Regions from separate parts of the Cricetulus griseus genome. Here region 2 is linked to region 1. Evidence: chromatin contacts called from public Micro-C data. All regions are on one chromosome and are shown on one strand. The core of a region is the stretch at or near the end of the contact, and the rest is flanking DNA. Distances in the headings are between cores, read along the strand shown. Region 1 holds the start of Ubiad1 (ubiA prenyltransferase domain-containing protein 1). Region 2 has its middle 15 kb from the start of Fbxo2.

Evidence for each region. A called contact is a pair of places that touch in the nucleus more often than the background predicts.
Region 2: a contact with region 1 is called in a Micro-C map of the CHO-K1 cell line, with 4 times the contacts expected there. The contact joins the enhancer-like site here to the promoter of Ubiad1 in region 1. A contact is called at or near these places in 5 of 8 Hi-C or Micro-C datasets (the CHK-Q cell line, the CHO-K1 cell line, fibroblasts and 1 more).

The regions. Positions count from the first base shown.
Region 1 is chr2:7,997,883-8,001,855 of CriGri-PICRH-1.0, forward strand. It overlaps Ubiad1 (ubiA prenyltransferase domain-containing protein 1), which reads left to right and starts at 2,120. Exons shown (of 2, transcript XM_027398205.2): 1 at 2,120-2,982. The coding sequence starts at 2,454.
Region 2 is chr2:8,271,572-8,275,853 of CriGri-PICRH-1.0, forward strand. No RefSeq gene overlaps it. Among named protein-coding and RNA genes, the nearest start is that of Fbxo2, 15 kb to the right of the region's middle. Within about 2 kb of position 1,795, at least 1 of the 6 cell types and tissues checked has open chromatin away from gene starts, as enhancers often do.

The sequences.
Region 1 (3,973 bases), core at 870-3,369:
GGTCTCTGGGCGTGCTTTACAGTAAAAGTAGTGTAACAGTGATGTGCAGAGCATAGCAACTGCCCTGGGAGAGCCTATAGGCCATAACAACCAATTGACCAGTCAACACAGGACAGGTCACCTAGGCCCAGAGTGCACCAGTCCTGAGACTGTTGCACACCCCTAGACACTCCCCTTACTCTGCCCAACGAATTCCCACCTCAAGGTTTCTCAGGGTCCTTCTCAAGCCAGCTGCCCTGTTGGACGGACGAGTTAATCTTTGTTTTGTTTTGTTTTTTGAGACAGGATTTCTCTGTGTAGCTTTGGAGCCTGTCCTGGCACTTACTCTGTAGACCAGGCTGGCCTTGAACTCACAGAGATCCACCTGCCTCTGCTTCCCAAATGCTGGGATTAAAGGCGTGCACCACCAACGATGGGCCTGGAGTTAATCTTAACTCGTTAAACAGTAAAAGACTCTTTGCTTTTGCATCAGAATAGGTCTCTTGGTGATTTTGGGGTTCAGAATTTGGGCACAACAAACCCTGTCTCAAAATATACATATGTGTGTGTTTGACAATTCTCCAATTTAATATATAAGAAATGTATCAGTTTTTAAATTTAAAAACATTTTTTTTACTAATTGGGAGCCTTTACCTTATTTGCAAATGTTTATACACCTGTGATCCTGGCACTTGTACAACTGAAGCCTGGGGATCTTGAGTTCCAGGGTACAGTTGATGCTGTGTCAAAAAGTAAGAGAGGATCTGGGCGGTGGTGGCACATGGCTTTAATCCCAGCACTCAGGAGGCAGAGACAGGTGGATCTCTGTGAGTTCAAGGCCAGCCTGGTCTACTGAGCAGGGCCATCAAGATGGCCCAGGATAAAGGCACTTGTCACCAAATTTGAAGACCTGAGTTCAAACCCCAGAACTCACCTGGTGCATGGAGAGAACCTAACCCTGCAAGTTGTCCTCTGCCAGCACACCTGCACCTCCTCCATAAATAAACATTTGGAAGAGAAAAATAACATTAATTTAAAATGTAAAACTTGAAATAAGGAGTGGAGGGATGGCTCCTTGGTTGAGTACCGGCTGTTTTTTCAGAGGACGAGCTTCAGTTCCCATATTAGGTAGCTCACTACAGCCTGCTAATTGTAGGATTGGGATGTAGTTCGCATGGCAGATTATCTGCTTAGTGTGCAGAATCCTTGGTACCACACCAAGGCAAGTGTGTGGGTGAGTGTTTATAATATAAGCGCTCAGGGCGTTGGACAAAGTTTAAGGAGGGTTCAGAGTTTCAAGGTTATTATGGGCTATTTTGCCTGTTCTGGGCCAAACTGGGCTACTGGTCCCTATCCCTTTATTATTGGATTTTATGTGAATGGGTGTTTTGGCTGCATGTATATCTACTGTGATCTTCTTGCACGAATGCTTACCCTGTGTGTGCCTGGTGCCCTCAGAGGCCAGAAGAAGGCACAAGATCCTCTGGAACTGCATTGAGAGGTGGTTTTGAGCTGCCTTCTGGGTGCTGGGAATCGAACCCAGGTTCTCTGGAAAGGCAGATAGTGCTCTTAACCAGTGAACCATTTCTTAAGGCCTGGCCCTGTTTTCAAAGAAACAAACAAAAAGCCACCCGGACGTTGGTGGCGCATGCCTTTAATCCCAGCACTCGGGAGGCAGAGGCAGGCGGATCTCTGTGAGTTTGAGACCAGCCTGGTCTACAGAGCGAGTGCCAGGACTGCATCCAAAGCTAAACAGAGAACCCCCTCCCCCGGCAAAAAAAAAAAAAAAAGACAGGGTCTCATGCAGCCTGGACTGGCTTCGAACTTACTATATTATAAGGGATGTCCTTGAACTTTCTTCCTACCAAGTTCTACAACCACAGAGATGCACCACCAGGCTCGGCTCGCACACAGTATTTTCAACGTAGGATTTACTGGGGTAACCATCATCCCCATCACAATGAGTCTTAAACAGTAAGTGAACCAGTCAAGTACATCGCAAAACGACACGCCCTGAAATTCTTGGAATGCTAAACTACTCTTGCTGTTAGTTCATTTGTTGAACCTGGGCTCTAGCTTCTTGACCACGCCCCTCTCCGACCACACCCCTCTCGGCCTTCTCCCGGCCCTGCGGGCCCCGGGCCTGGGTTTCCGGGCCGGCCTCTTGAGGCCGATGCACAAGATGGCGGCGCCGGCGGCCCGCTGGAGGCCGCAGGCTGTGGCGGGTAGTTGAGTTGTGGTGCGGGACAGGGAGCCCCACAGGCCTCGCGCAGGTGACAGGTGGTCGGGCAGTGCCGCCCGCCCCGTGGGGGTGCATGGCCTGCTCTCTGCCGTGCCCCGTTTTCACTGCCGCCCAAACCCTGTCCGGGGGCGGAAAAGGAAGGTCAGGCCAGGCCGCCCCGCCTATCTTCGTCCCGGGGCGGTCCCCGTGAGTGGCTCTCTTTTAGAATTGACTTTAGCCACGTGTAGCTTCCATGGCTGCGTTGCAGGCCCCGGGGGAGAAGATTAATATCCAGGCAGGAGAGACGACCAAGGTCGGGGACGGGGACCCGCCGGGGGACGAGTGGCCCGAGCAGGACAGGCTTCCACAGCGTTCCTGGAGACAGAAGTGCGCCTCCTATGTGCTGGCCCTGAGGCCCTGGAGCTTCAGTGCCTCACTCACCCCTGTGGCCCTGGGCAGTGCCTTGGCCTACAGATCCCAGGGTGTCCTGGATCCCAGGCTGTTGGTGGGTTGTGCAGTGGCTGTCCTGGCTGTGCACGGGGCCGGAAATTTGGTCAACACTTACTATGACTTTTCCAAGGGCATTGATCACAAAAAGAGTGATGACAGGACTCTGGTGGACCGGATCTTGGAGCCCCAGGATGTTGTTCGATTTGGAGTCTTCCTCTACACCTTGGGCTGTGTCTGTGCCGCTTGCCTCTACTACCTGTCCACCCTGAAACTGGAGCACTTGGCTCTCATCTACTTTGGAGGCCTGTCTGGTTCCTTTCTCTACACAGGAGGTAAGAACTGGTCTGTTTCCTGCTCTAAAGTCCCAACTGCATTAACTGGAAACTGCTACTGTACATAGGAATTGTACAAGTGTCAAAGACGCTTTACTAAATTAGGCCAATTGCTGGAAATCCAAAATGTATGTGCCGTGTATACTTTGAAAACCTTAAGTTGTGAAGACCCGGGTTTGGAACTTACCAGCTAGAGACATGGCTTAGCCTTAAAGATCTCTTTCTTCGGGGGCTGGAGAGATGGCTGTGTGGTTAAGAGCACTGGCTGCTCTTCCAGAGGTCTTGAGTTCAATTCCCAGCCACCACATGGTGTCTCACAACTATCTATAATGGTATCTGTCTTCTTCTGGCGTGCAGGCATATATTCAGATAGCACTCATATACATAAAATACATAAATGGGGGAGATACCATGACCACAAAGTGGCCCTCTTAGAGCGAATCTTCACCACTGCACTCCAGATGTGCTGAGCAGACCCCCGTGATTTCCCCAAATGCAGGAAACTAGGTTGAATGAGAGAGAGAGAGAGGAGGAGAGAGCGAGAGGAGAAAGGTCTCTTACTGTTCTTGCAGAGGACTCATGTTCAGTTCCCAGCACCCATGTTGGGCACCACACAAACACACTTGACTTCAGCTCCAGGGGATCCCCCTGTGGCCTCAGTAGGCATCAGCACACATATGCACAGAGATACACATACACATTAAATCTAAAACAACATAATGTGGGCTGGCAAAATGGCTCAGTGGATAAAGACACCTACTGCTAAGCCTGATGACTTGAGTTTGATCTCCAGGACCCCCAAGTTAGGAGAGAACCAACTTCCAAAAGCTGTCTTCAAACCTGTCTAACACATGTGCATGCACTCAAAATAAAAAAAAAGTTTAACATGTAATAAGAAAGCATAGTGGTAACTATGTAAACCGTTGATGTAGGCATTTAATTTTTCATTTTGTCATCTTCTGTTTTATTCTCTTGGGACCACTGTGTATCT
Region 2 (4,282 bases), core at 545-3,044, 270 kb after region 1:
GTGCTGGGATTAAAGGAGTGTGCCACCACCGCTCAGCCAGCACAATACCTTGATGTGACATTATGACCAATGCCTAGAGTTTCCACAATGCAGCAGGTCTAGTGACACCTAGCAAGATGCTCTTGTCCACTGGAGAAATTCCAACCCACTGTGGCCATAGCAGGGTGTGGGGTACAAGTGTAAGGAGGTACTCGGTCTAGACAGTGCATTTGAGTGAAGAGCCAATGAGGTTTACAGCCTCCCATGTGCACCCCCAACTGTCCCCTACTTCTTCATCCCTGACCAGATCTCCCGCCCCTGACACCTGGGCCCAAGACAGACACACCCCAGCCCACAGGCCAGCCCTGCGGGCCAGCATATCCCCTACAGGTAGTTCCTCAAGCCACAGACACCTGCTGGAGTCCAGGGGGAGGGGCCGCAACAAGTGAGGCTCGGACCAGCTTGCTCCTTCTCTTCACATCTGTGAGCAGTTCCCAGCATCTGTGGCTCCAGTGCTGTGAGATGATGCCTCACCCCTCCCTGGGGGCCAACCCCTCTGCCTCAGGCAGGTGTGAGTAGAGATAAGGAAGCAGGTCAGGCTGGTGAGGGAAGCCAAGGGGGTCCAGGCATAATCCTTCATTCCTGGCCCCAAACACACTGAACTTCCCTTCAACAGAAACTGTGAGTGACTGGTGCCTGTAGAACTCTGGCCAGACACAGAATGGGGAGAGGCGAAGCTCCACGTTTATTGTGACCACTCCCTCACCCAAGATCCTCCTCTTCAGCCCTCTCTGCTACAGAGTTCACAGATTCCAGGTGAGCCTGCCTGAGGTGAGGAGTTGAGAAACTCTGAGCCCTCAACACAAGGGCACAGGCTCAGGACGTGCCTCATCAGATGAAGGCGCTTGCCACCAAACCTAACAACCTGGGTTCAATCCCCAGTACCCACATGGCAGGATTGTCCTCTGACTTCCACATGCATGCTGTAAGCACACCCAAACACACACACACACACACACACACACACACACACACACACACACACACACACAAATAAATAATAAAGAAATATCCCAGCCATTCCTTCATTATACTTGTGTGATGGCTAACCCTGGTTGTCAACCTAACTACATTTGGAGCCAACTAGAACCTGAGCTTGCAGGCACTCCTGTGAGGGATTTTCTTAATTTGAAACAGAAAGGCCCACCCTAAATCTGGGCCATGTCTTCTGGTAGCAGCCCACATTAAAGGACATGGAAGGGTTCTTTGCTTTTAGCCTGCTTGCCTTCACCGTCGCTGGCAAGTTTATCTATCCGGCAGCTGAGACATTCCTTCACCCGGGTTAGAGTCACCTACTCAGGGCTTCAAAGCAGACAAATGATCCATAGGTCTCCAGGAATCCCACGCCAGAGTGGGACAGCTGAGTCACCCAGACTCATGGGCTGAACAACTACTGGATTCTTGGCCTTCTCTCATGAGGCAGCCATTGTTGGGCTACCCAGAGCACAGCCTTTAAGCCGTCCTAGTCCTTCCCCTTTTCACTGTGGCTGCCGACCCTGTCAGTTCTGTGTCTTTAGAGGACTCTGACTAATATGCCAAGTTTGCTTTACTCGGCCACTTGGAGTGACAAATGTTTCTGTCATTTGAAGCTGCCAGGGTGGCAGTCCAGGATTTTATTCGGCCTCATTGGGAGCGGGGTCGGGCGGCTGAGGCCCAGAGAGATGGAGCCCAGGTCACACAGCTAGCTGTAGATTCAGTGATTCAGAGAGCCACGTGCTTGCTCAGTGCCAAGGCGTTCAATCTGGGCTTCCCAGGGAGGGAGAGGGATGAGGAGGCGTTCCTAGCAAGGCCCAGAGGACAGGGACGGAAAGGTACCAGGTTGCCATGGTTACTGGCTCACTGTGTGGCCTCAGACAGACAACCTGGCCTCTCTGAGCCTCGGGCTGGGAACAAAGCATTTCGTCCCCGAAGGGAGCACAGGGGACCTCTGGAGCAGGAAGGTGGGCTCCGTGTGGCTCCCTCCAGCACCCTGCCCGCAGTGGAAGCCCCACAAGGCTGTCGGAGCCCCTCTTCGCCAATACACACTCCACCTGGTTTTAAACATCTCTCAACGCTTCGATTCAATTTGGGAGAACTCCGCAGCTCTGCAGTGCAGAATTCATCAGCTGAGGAGGCTGCTTTCGGGGAATAATTCATTTTTCTGGTGTCGGCGAGCAGAGTAATTGGTCCGGGGGCTGGCGCTCCCTCCCTCCGGCTCTCCCTCCCAGGATGGTCTGATTTCAAGCGCAGCCCCATACGGTTAGGTCAAAGACGCAGCAATACAGAGGAGGGGGCTTCCGCCTCGTAGATTGGATTATTCCACTCGGTGGTGACGAGAAAGAGGATTTAATTCCCCTGGAAACGCCAGCCCAGAAAATCATTTTCACCAGCCCGATTCCCTCTTCCTTGTTTTTCGGGTTGTTTTGTTTTGTTTGTGTTTTTTTGGTTTGGGGTTATTTTTTTTTCCTGAGATATCTGTCTTTAAGATGCTTACTTTGAGCCTCTCCCGACAAAGCCCTTCTCCTCACACACTGCCCACTGCCTGGGGCCACCTCCTCCCATACTCAATCACCATCAGGACAGAAAACCAGGACAGAAAAGGGTCCCTGTCCCACCATGAACACCAGTGAGTCAGGAAGACCCTGTGGCCAAGAAAAGGCCAGGAGACCGATTTTCCCTGACAGGGAAGTTCTTTGCCCCTGCCATTAGGAGGCTAAGGGTCCACTCACCTCCTCCAGGGAGCCCTCCCTGACTGCTCATTCAAACTGAAGAGGTTGTTCCTGGTACATAGCCTGTTCACTGTCCCATACCTAACCTCTTTCCTGTGCCACTCCAGCTACCCGCCCTCCAGAGAAGAACTCCTTGGGGCTTTTTACAACCCCATTTCATAGAAGACATGAGTCACAGAGTGGGTGGTAATTCCCCCTCTTAAAAACAAAAAAGAATTTGATGCCAGGTGGGGGTGGTGCACGCCTTTAATCCCAGCACTTGGGAGGCAGAGACAGGCGGATCTCTGTGAGTTCAAAGCCAGCCTGGTCTACAAGAGCGAGTGCCAGGACAGGCTCCAGAGCTACACAGAGAAGCACTGTCTGGAAAAGGGGGGAAAAAAATTCCACATCAGTCTGCTCAGGGTTCTTTGGTTCATTGTTGTCTCCTGGGAGCATAATAGGTGTTTTGCACTCACAAGGGGCTTAATAAATGTTCGGGTGCTAAAATGGGTCCACCATGAGCATGTGTATGCCCAGGCCAAGCCTAAGTATAGTCTGTGGAGCACAGGAAACCCTTCCCACCTCTGCGGGATTGGGATCCAGAGTCCCGCATACCTGCTGTGTGACACTTAGCCAGGCTGCCCCTCTCTGAGCCTCAGCTCATTTGTGCCTCCAAGTGGATGACAGTGGTACAGAAGTCCCCTGAGAGGATTAAACATGGCCAGAGATGAACGGTACTTAGCTCGCCAGCCACACAGCTGTGGCATATCCTGGGCTGTTAGACTGCACTTTGGGGACACTTTTGTCATGTTCAGAAAATATCAGTGACTCACTGATCAAAGCCTGTGAGGCTTTGCTCTCCAGATGGGGTAGTAGGCTTCCCACAGAGCAGGAGACGGTGAGGGGAACCACACAGCCCATTGTCACCATGGCTCTGCATCTGACAGACAGAAGGAAAGAGGCCGCCACAGCCTCCCACCTGCCGGATACAGCACTTCACATCCGCAAGACGTGTGTACCACAGCCCTGTGGGAAGAGCACTGCTTTGGGAGTCCCTTGGACCCCTGTGGCTCTGCAGGATACGGTACGGGGGGGGGGGCCTCTATGAACCCCAGCTTCTGCCTGTACACATTAACATGACAAAGTGAAGTCTCTGGGAGGGCTGAGGGCTGCAGAAGGAAGTGGACAGTAGCTCAGACCCATGAGTGTGGGCAGCCTCCCCTTCCACCTCAACGGGCCTTGTCTCCCGGTAGCCCGCGGTATTTGCAGGACGGAGACCTCAGGCCAGTCTCAGGAGCATCAAGGCAGGACCCTGGAGAGCCCAGATCAATTCTTTGCAGCAGAGAAGAGGCAAAGCCAGGGGAGGCCGTGGTGTGTCCATTTGCAAACTGCTCTGTTTCCCTCTGTGCTGTCACCCACTGAGACACATCCCAGCCCTCTCTCCATTTTTTCATTCTGAGACTGAGTTTTCCTAGTTGTCCAGGCTGGCCTTGAACTCATTCTGTAGCCCAGGCTAACAATGAACCCACCATGTAGCCCAGGCTGACCTTGAATTT